Linked DNA regions of Macaca mulatta: region 1 is linked to region 2. Evidence: chromatin contacts called from public Hi-C data. All regions are on one chromosome and are shown on one strand. The core of a region is the stretch at or near the end of the contact, and the rest is flanking DNA. Distances in the headings are between cores, read along the strand shown.

Region 1 (5,116 bases), core at 2,223-4,722, 690 kb before region 2:
GTAGCTGGGACTACAGGCACCTGCCACTACACCCGGCTACTTTTTTGTATTTTTAGTAGAGACAGGGTTTCACCGTGTTAGCCAGGATGGTCTGGATCTCCTGACTTCATCATCCGCCCACCTCGGCCTCCCAAAGTGATCCGCCCACCTTGGCCACCCTCAGAGTAAATCTAAAGTCCCTACAGGCATGAGCCACCGCGCCCAGCCTAAACAACCTTTAAGAATCTCTTTTCCTTCTATTCCAAGCCCAGACCTCCCTCTCTGCATGCCTGGCCCTCTGCCTGGCATACTGAGGGCACTCTGCCTTCACTGTCTTCCCTCTCTGACCCATCTTGTGTGCTTGTTCATTGATACACAGATGACACCCTAATTGATATTCCCAACCCTCACCTCTCCCCTGAACCTACCCAACGTCTCCATAAGAGATGTTTAAGAGGCATTTTCAACTCAACACAGTACAAAGTTAACTAAAGGCCATTCTCTGTCTTCTCCAGTTACTTGCCAGCTCTGCCAGTTCTCCCTCCCTGGTGATTCTGGCCTCTCTGCCCCTTTCTTTGCCACTGTTCTTGGGAAGCCTTTCCCACCTGGGCTGTGGCTACAGCATCTTAATTGGCCTCCCTGACTCTCGTCTTGCTCTCTTCTAATCCAGCCCCCACCATTTCCAGAATGACTTTTCAAAAACGCACCGTCCTTTTTAAAATCTGCAGCAATTTTCCCTCAGTGTAAGGATCAGATCTCAATTCTTCAGCACCTCCTGTTTGGACTCGGATTTCCTCTCCAGTCTTCCCACTTGAATCTTCTTATCTCAATGCAATTCTGGACTTCCAGTTGCCTATTTTAGAAAATCATCTTGGTTCTACCTGCAAAATCTATCCAGATTCTGATCACCTGTGACCACCTTTACCTCCACTTTCTGGCATTATCATCTATCACTTGGATCAAGTAAAAGCCTCCTGTTTGGTCCCAAGTCTGCCTCTGGCTCCTTCATAATGTGCAGAGGCATGGCCAGAGTGATCTTATTAATACATTAGATGTGCTCCTCCCCTGCTCGGACGCCTCTGGCAGCTCCCTCAGCCTCAAAGTAAATCTAAAGTCCATGCAGGGGCCTCATGGCCCTTTCATCTGGTCTCTGGGTTCCTCCTTATTTCCTGCCAATCTCCCCTCACTCCTGGTGCTCCAGCCACACTGACTGCCTTTCTTTCCTTGCATCCGGATCCTATCTGCCTCAAGCGGGAATTCCCTGCCCTGTTCTCCAATCTCGGCACACACTGTTCTCCCTGGAGTCCTGCCCACCTGCCCAAAGCTTCCTCTACTTTCAAGCTCACCTCAACTCTTTCTCCATGAAGACTCCCTTGACATCTAGTGATCTTCCTTTGTCTCCAAACGCCAGTGTTCTATTTTGACCCTTGTGCTCATCTCCTCACTGGTAGGAGGCCGCCTGGTTTCTCTTCCCGATGTGATACAGCTGGCTGTATACCTGCCAGCCAGTGGGATGATCACTTTCCTGAGGCCAAGGACTGTTTCATTTGTTTTGATCTCCTAAAGAGCCTCAGTATGGTCCACCTGTACATAAGCCTCTTAAGGATTCTGTTAGTTTGCTTTTGCCTCTGCACCAAGCTAGGAAAAAGGCACAGGGGAATGGAGGAACATGGTTCTTACTATGGTTCTGACATCTACAATGAAGAGGGGTGAACCACTGATACATTCAACCGCATGGGTGAATCTCAAATGCATTATGTTAAGTGAAAGAAGAGGCAGCCCCAAAATACAAAGAGTATGATTCCACTGAAATGACACGATGGAAAAGGCAAACTGGAGCAGTGGGGAATGCACCAGTGGTTGCCAGAGGCTGACAGTGAGGGAGGAGTTGACTACAAAGGAACAGCAAGACTGAATTTTTTTTTTTGTGGAAGGTGATAGAAATATTCTCTATCAATGGTGATGCTGGGTCTGTGACACTATGCATTTTTCAACATTCATAAAACTGTATACCAAGAGCAGTAAATTTTGTTTCTAAAATAAATTTAGAAAACACAAAAAAGCAGAACACTGTCTACCACATCTAAGTGTTTAATAAATGTTTCTGTTACTAAGAAAAAAGAATTCCGCCTTGCAGGAAATAAAAAATTACCAAGGGCAAAAACTTATTTACTTACGGAGTATTATCTGAAAAACAAATAAGATTGGTTGCAAAAAGATTTCCTAGTATGTAAAATACCCCAGTTGCACAGGGATCATATTGTATCTTTAAAGTTCTAAAAGAAAAAATTGTGAAAACATGGCCTCTAAGTGCTAATTTCTTTAGATAATCTAAAATGAAGCAATGTGCTTTAGTTTTAAAAAGTTCTGGTGTCCAAAGAAGTACATTTTCATTGTTATTAACTATATGCAAAAAAATCATAAACACATACATACACAAACATAAATAGTTGTTTTCTTATTTTCCAAAGATAAAACTGTAGGGAATGAATACTGAGTCCTGCTTGTGTGAGGCACTGTTGTATTCATTAGATCTTATAATAACCCCATGAGGAAAGCCATATTATCCCCATTGTATAGATGGTAACTAGGAGACCCAGGGAGGTGAAGTGAGTTAAGAAAGGTTACAGGGATGGTAGCATCTGCTCCAAGATGCAATCCAGGTCTGCCTGACTCTGCGGATGCACTTCCCACAGACACACACTCCTTCAGGCTGTACAAATGGCAGGCAGCCAACAGCTCCAGCTCACAAAGACAAGGCTCCCGCCTGAACAGCATGCAGCTCTCTCAAGTGTGGCCTCTGCTGAGAACCTCTGTCCCGCTGCCGGACCTGCAACCCCAAGGCTCCTGCCCTGTCAGTGGCTTCAGTGTGGTCACTGTGGTGAGGAGAACCTGTCCCTTTGCGAAGTCACTGAGGCAGGGCCTGGATCTAAGCTGTATCTTCCTCAGTGCCAGCACAAAAACAAACAGCCTCTTAGGGGGCCGTTCTGTCAGGAAGATAAATGCTGTCTCATTGATTCCCTCACCGAGGAGCTTGTCCAAAATGGCAGCTGCTAGACAGAAACGCTTTGAAGATTGAACCCAGGAGTCCAGTTCCAGCCTCTCTTGCAGTCTTGAATAGCAATTCAAACTTGCATGACAAATTTAAGTCCGTGTCACTGGCTGGGATAGAAAGCAAAACGGGTGAGTGACACAACTCGCCAGGGAGATCCTTAGACTGTTGCCAGTAACAGGACAGATCTTACTGGCTACTCCCTGCCATAGGATTTACAGCCAGTCCCACCCCAGAATTTACATAGGTCACAATGTCCTTCAAGGGCAAAGGGAAGTCCTGAAAAGACAATAAAGTTAAGAAAGGGAGAGTACAGAGCCTCTCCCTTGGCAGGACATGGGAAAGGGAGAAGGGTCCCTCGGGGTCCTATGTATGTGTGAGTGACACACACACTCATGAATGTGCGTCGGGGTCCTATGGATGAGTGTGTGGGTGATACACACACTCATGAATGTGTGTCGGGGTCCTGTGGATGAGTGTGTGAGTGACACACGCATGAATGTGCGTCGGGGTCCTGTGGATGAGTGTGTGAGTGACACACACACTCATGAATGTGCGTCGGGGTCCTGTGGATGAATGTGTGAGTGATACATACACTCATGAATTTGCATCGGGGCTTTTGTTTTTGTTGTACCAGCCAGCAGCATCACACCAGCTGTCCCTGTGTCGCTGTCTTGTGTCAGCTGCTGCTCATATCAGAGGGCGAGGACTCAGGCAACTACCCCCAATTCCCTGTACGCCAAGGAAGTGGCCTAATGTCCTGGGTGAGATGGGGTATGAGCAACAGCAGATGATCACATCCAGGGGCGCACCCCGCCCTTGGCATTTCCACCTGGCCTCTCGGTGGAGGAGGGTAGCGCACTGAGAAATTTCTCCACCAGGTGGCGCTCATAGTTTAGCTTTATTTTTATTTTCATTGATGGAAAAATTCGCCCTGCTACCACGGCCGGAGAACACACATGACTTATACGTTCTAATTCATGTGCAGATTTCATGTACTGTCATGTTTGGGGTTCTAGTGAATTTTGTACAATTACAACTTGTTCTTTCCCTCTGGGACCTTGGCAAGCAACACTATACAGGGACAGGCATTATAACCTGTTGGGCGGGAGTGTGGGGGGATCATTTTTTTTTTTTATCACACATACAGAAACACACTCACATATACATACTTGCTTTAGGGATAAATTCTGCCATTTTGTTTTTTCCTGGTCCTCATCGTGGTCAGAATGGTGTGACCAGCTGATACCCTTTGTTTACTGGAACCCAGTACAGCAACACCAGTTCAGTATTCATGTCCATTATATGGTGGACAAAGCTTGGATCGGCAGCCTCAAAAAATGCTCATCCACACTGAGGCTGAGAGATCAAAGCTCAGAGGAAAACAACTGATGGCAGGCTTGTCTTTAAAGGAGGATATCAGAACTGGTATGTGTCTGAGATGCTGTGGCTGGGTTTTACATGGTGGCTGTCTCTGAGGAAGCTACTTGTAGGGCTGAGCTGACTGAGGAGCTTGGAAGCCTTGTAGTAATATTAATGGATATGATCCAGTTATTAGAGTTTAAGATAACAGATGTACAATATCATCCCTTTCCTCAAGATAAAATCCAGTCTACTAGAGAAGATAAGAAATTTGGTCACTCCAGTAACACAAAAGGTAGTTTTTGCTAAGTACATCGTGCCAACAAATTTGCTCTGAGAGTTCATAGGAAAACCTATCCCTGTGTCTTGGAAGATTGGGGAAGTGTTCAGGGAAGGATAGACCTAGGTCAGGCTTTGACAGGATTAGGCATCAGGCAGGGTAGGAGAGGGCGTGACCAGGGAAGTGGGAAGGGATTCTGTAACAGAGCATCGATGTACACCTGGTAAACCTCAGATAGTTGGAGCTCAATTAATTGGCACCCTCAGTAATAGATGGTTCCTTTAAAAATTCTATATCATGAAAAGACAAAATCGCAGTAAGATGACAATTCCTTAATGTATAGAAGGATGGTGTCCCTGAAGCCCAGCAGAATAATTAATCTTTAAGGCAATATTTATTTTTATTTTTATTAAATACTGAGAGTGACCTCATTCATTCAACAC
Region 2 (4,450 bases), core at 1,742-4,241:
AAGAGTATCACCTACGCTAAACTATTTTCTGTGGCCCCCATTTCTCTCCTGTTTTTGCTTGATCTTTTGATATTCCCCCCCCCCCCACCGTAAGAGGCTATGTGGGTCTGATACCTCTGATACCTCTGAGAGTAGAGATGAGGAGACACAGTGTCTCTCAAGTATAAATCACTGAACTGCAAGTCAGAAAATATCAAAGCTGTTTCCAAGAGAATACTCTAAAATGAAGCTGAGTTATCTAAGATGAAAGAAAGAGTATTGGGGAAGAGAGTACAAGCAACTTTCAGAGGCTAGCTGTGGAACCAAGTGAGTATTTAAGAGGAAGAGAAGTCAATGGTCTTTTGTAGAAGCTCATTGGTCAGTGGACTGATGGCTTGTACTACTTGGTATAGGGGTCAAGGGCCATAGTGAAGAGTAACTTGATCCCTAGAGCTGCTATGTGAGGCTGAACAAGGTACCGTTAAGGAGATCTAAGTGGTATTTTATTTTCTGTTTCTGTATTAGTTTTCTGAGGATAATGCCTTCCATCTTCATCTGTATCCCTGCAAAGGACATGATTTCATTCCTTTTTATGGCTGCATAGTATTCTGTGGTGTTCCACATTTTATTCATAGTATTCCACATTTTCTTTGTCTAGTCTATTATTGATGGGCATTTAGGATGATTCCACATCTTTGCTATTATGAATAGTACTGCAAAGAACATATGTGTGCATGTATCTTTATAATAGAATGATTTACATTCCCTTGGATATATGCCCAGTAATGGGATTGCTGGGTCAAATGGTATTTCTGCCTCCAAGTCTTTGAGGAATCACCACACTCTCTTCCACAATGTTCTCACTTATAAGTGGGAACTGAATGATGAGAATACATGGACACATGGCAAGGGAACAACACACATTGGGGCCTGTCAGAGGGAGGGGTGAGGAGAGGGAAAACATCAAGAAGAATAGCTAATGGATGCTGAGCTTCATACCTAGGTGATGGGATGATCTGTGCAGCAAACCACCATGGCACAAATTTACCCACGTAAAAAGCCTGCATATCCTGCACATGTACCCATGAACTTAAAACAAATTTGAAGAAAAATCCAGATCTGAGCAGCATGGACCATTCTTGGGTTCCTGCCTTCCCTCCCACTTGTTGAGAACATCCTATTACTGATGTGGGAAATACAGGACTTCATTAGTCTTAAGAAGAAGTTGCAACTCTTCCCTCATGCCTACTATCTTATGCAATGGTTCTTTACATCATTTTGGCAGGGAGGCAGGCTTGAACTCACCTTATACATCTACTGAAAGCTAAAGACTCCCTTCCCAGTAATAAAGAGCATGTTCACACAAGCCAATCATTTTTTTCATAAAATTTCAGGATATTCACAAACTTCCTGAATTTTGTTGGCAGAGACTTCCCTGGAAGATTAATGGACTGGGTTAAGAACCCTTGCTGTAGAACCGTCCTGAACCACCAGAGGCTTCACCTCAGCTAATGGAAGTTTTGAGTGTTTCAAGAAATTTGGGGGTAACCAAAGAGTTTTATCCCACTCTAAAGAACCCATCCATGTAAGCTACTTTGAAGGTTTTGCTTTAGTGATCACAGGCACTTCATATTTTAACTTTTCTGAGACAGGAAGGAATGGGCATGACTAGGGATCTAAAACACTGTTGTCTAGTTCCAGCATCATAGGAGTTTCCCTGATGATGATTTTATCCTGTATTTTTCATGCTTTCCCCCATGCCTGTCTTCTTAAATAGATATTCACATTCTCTCTGCTCACAGCCTGGGGAGCATGGGAGGGTAACAAGAATAGGTGGGGAACAATCTAGTGAGGAATGGTCTGAACCCGCCGCTGAACATCTCCTTAAACGACAGTACTTTTACTAGAATGACATTTCTATTCATTATCCTTCCCGGCCAAATTCATTGGTTTGTAAGTTCACTTATTCAGCAAAAACGTATCAACATGTGCAGAATTCCAAGTTCTATGCTAGCACCTGTGAGGAGTGCAAAGATGGGTGGCATACAACCTCTCTCCTCTCAAAGGAGCTTGAGGTCCTGCAGCAGAGACAAGTTACACAAAGGAACTCAGCTTAAACAGTTTCCTGAAAGGGCTTTACTGTTCAACCTTCCTAAGTTTCCTGCTGTGTGTGTGTGTGTGTGTGTGTGTGTGTGTGTGTGCGCACGCCTGTGCATGGTTGCTTCACTTTATGTGCCAGGGACTGAAGAAATGTCTTTCTTGTTCTCCCAGAGCACCCCCTCCATGACGTGAACCATCATATTTGTCACCATACTTTATAATTATCCATTTAGCTTCTCTCCCAACGGATCACAAACCCCTTGAGGATAGAGACTGAGTTTCACTAGATGTCCCAACTATTTCGTGGGAGCCAACAGAACACCTAGAACATGAAAAGTGCTTTTAAATATGTTAAAGAAAACAAGAGAGAAGAGAGAACACAGACGACATGAAACGTCCTACAAAAGAAGGCCCCTAGCTATTATGTCAGGAAATAACTTCTGGCCTTTGTCCGCTGTGTGTTTCAGGATCTCGATTTTCCACCCGTCTTAGAAGGGAGTTGGGTCAGGTGATCCTTTCCAAATGAAAAATTATATTTTAAATCATGCCAAGGGCAGAGAAGGAACTAAACATCTTGGCCATCTGCTCCGCCTTAAACACCCGCCTAGGTTTTACAGTCAAATACAAATAATTTCCTGAAGGCTGAGTGTCAAACACAGTCGCTGCAAAACCTCCAGACGCTCAGGATGTTCGCAGGCTCCATTGACAAAAGTGACTTCCCACGCTTTGCCCACAGAGGGCATCCCTGCGCATTGATACGTAGACCAGGCAAATGCAGCTGCTGGAAGCCTCCTGCGTCCGCTCTTTTTTCCCTAAGCCATAGTCTCTGTGCCCCCACCCCCTTCCCGTGGAATCTTTGCCTGATCCAGTTCCTTTCCCTCCGGTCTCCACATTTTCCCTTCCAGCCCTCCACTTCTCCGGATCAATGTGTAGTACGGTTCCAACTCTCAGCTCGCACACCACTGGCGGACACCCCAGTAACAAGTGAGAGCGCTCCACCCCGCAGTCCCCCCACCCCGCCTCTCCTCCCTCGGTCCCCTCGGCTCTTGGAAGAAAAACCAGCAGCATCTCCAGCTCTCGCGCGGAATTGTCTCTTCAACTTTACCCAACAGACGACATGGAACCAGCCTCAACCTTTTAATGCACAGCCCGGCCACAGGATTGCCTTCCATCTCCTCTTGGTCCCTCCTGGATGTGGTTTATTGATGACTTGCGAGACCCTCAGAGAGCTGTCTTCCCTCCTCTGGCTCCCTCCGTTTCCTTGAGTTAGTTTTCCAAGGTTTTACCGGGGCTCGGGATCTCTTGGACCGAATGGAACTTTTTGCTGCCTGCTTTTGCTGCTGATTCTGTCAGTGGACAAGGAAAAAGGCTTCGAAGGCAGCAGAGGCACAGGGGAGGTGGAGAAAGAGGTGGAGGAAGAGGACGAGGAGGAGGAGGAGGAAGCCGAAGGGGCTCGGCGCGTGTGTGTGCATGTGTGCATGCGTGTGTGAGTGCATGTGTGTGAGTGCTGTCGCTGCCCACGACCCCTGGCCCCGAAGGTGTTGGCTGAAATATGGAGAATAGTCTTGGATGTGTTTGGGTACCCAAGCTGGCTTTTGTACTCTTCGGAGCTTCCTTGCTCAGCGCGCATCTTCAAGTAACCGGTAAGTGGTTCTTTCCTTTCTTCTCGTCGCACCCCCTTCCGTACCCCACTTCCCTTCTCATCTCATTTGGCGAGTAGTAGAATTGGGGTGGGGGATAGCAAGAGATTTGGCGCTTGCGCTGCCCCCCCCCCCCAATTTCCTCACCGATGATAAAAGATAGAAGTGTTATTTTCTTCCCTGGGAGCGGATGATGGTGGGGCTGGGTGCTAGGGGCACCCCTTCGCTGTTTTAAAATCCGATGCTTCACGCATTTTTGCTTCTGCAAATACTTGCGTTGGTTTGGAGAGCCGGCGGGCTGGGGCAGGTGGTGGGGATATCCTTGAAAGGAACTGGGTTGTATCCTTAAAGCCTCAGAAACCTACCAAGTGGGGAGGATTGGGGCAACAGGGGCAGGCGAGAAGGACGTGCAGGGGCTTTGAGGAAGTCTGCGCAGAATGTAGATGGTGGGGCTGAGTCGTTGGTGTGTGAATACATCTCCTTTTGGTTTGGATTTTTGGACTTGGTGATTGAGAATCGGGAAAGGGACAGCTAATTTGTTGTGGTACTTCCAAGGAGGGGATCCCGGTACTGAAGGAGGCACAGAGTTGCCAAGGAGGAGGGCGTGTTTAATTTTGTTTTATTTTTTAACGGTGAATGTAGTTTGCAAGCTGAGTCTCCATATAGCTCCAGGACACCTCCAAACTCCAAATGATTGATATTCCAGAGAACCGGCCCCCTGGCCCTGGCAC

What was found. A called contact is a pair of places that touch in the nucleus more often than the background predicts.
Region 1: a contact with region 2 is called in a Hi-C map of fetal cortical plate, with 2.3 times the contacts expected there. The contact joins the enhancer-like site here to the promoter of DCC in region 2. A contact is called at or near these places in 2 of 14 Hi-C or Micro-C datasets (fetal cortex germinal zone and fetal cortical plate).

Annotation. Positions count from the first base shown.
Region 1 is chr18:40,616,272-40,621,387 of T2T-MMU8v2.0, reverse strand. No RefSeq gene overlaps it. Among named protein-coding and RNA genes, the nearest start is that of MEX3C, 490 kb to the left of the region's middle. Within about 2 kb of position 3,472, at least 8 of the 40 cell types and tissues checked have an H3K27ac peak or open chromatin away from gene starts, as enhancers often do. A contact at or near this core is called in fetal cortical plate, where this site is marked.
Region 2 is chr18:39,923,526-39,927,975 of T2T-MMU8v2.0, reverse strand. It overlaps DCC (DCC netrin 1 receptor), which reads left to right and starts at 2,991. Exons shown (of 29, transcript XM_028837901.2): 1 at 2,991-3,722. The coding sequence starts at 3,632.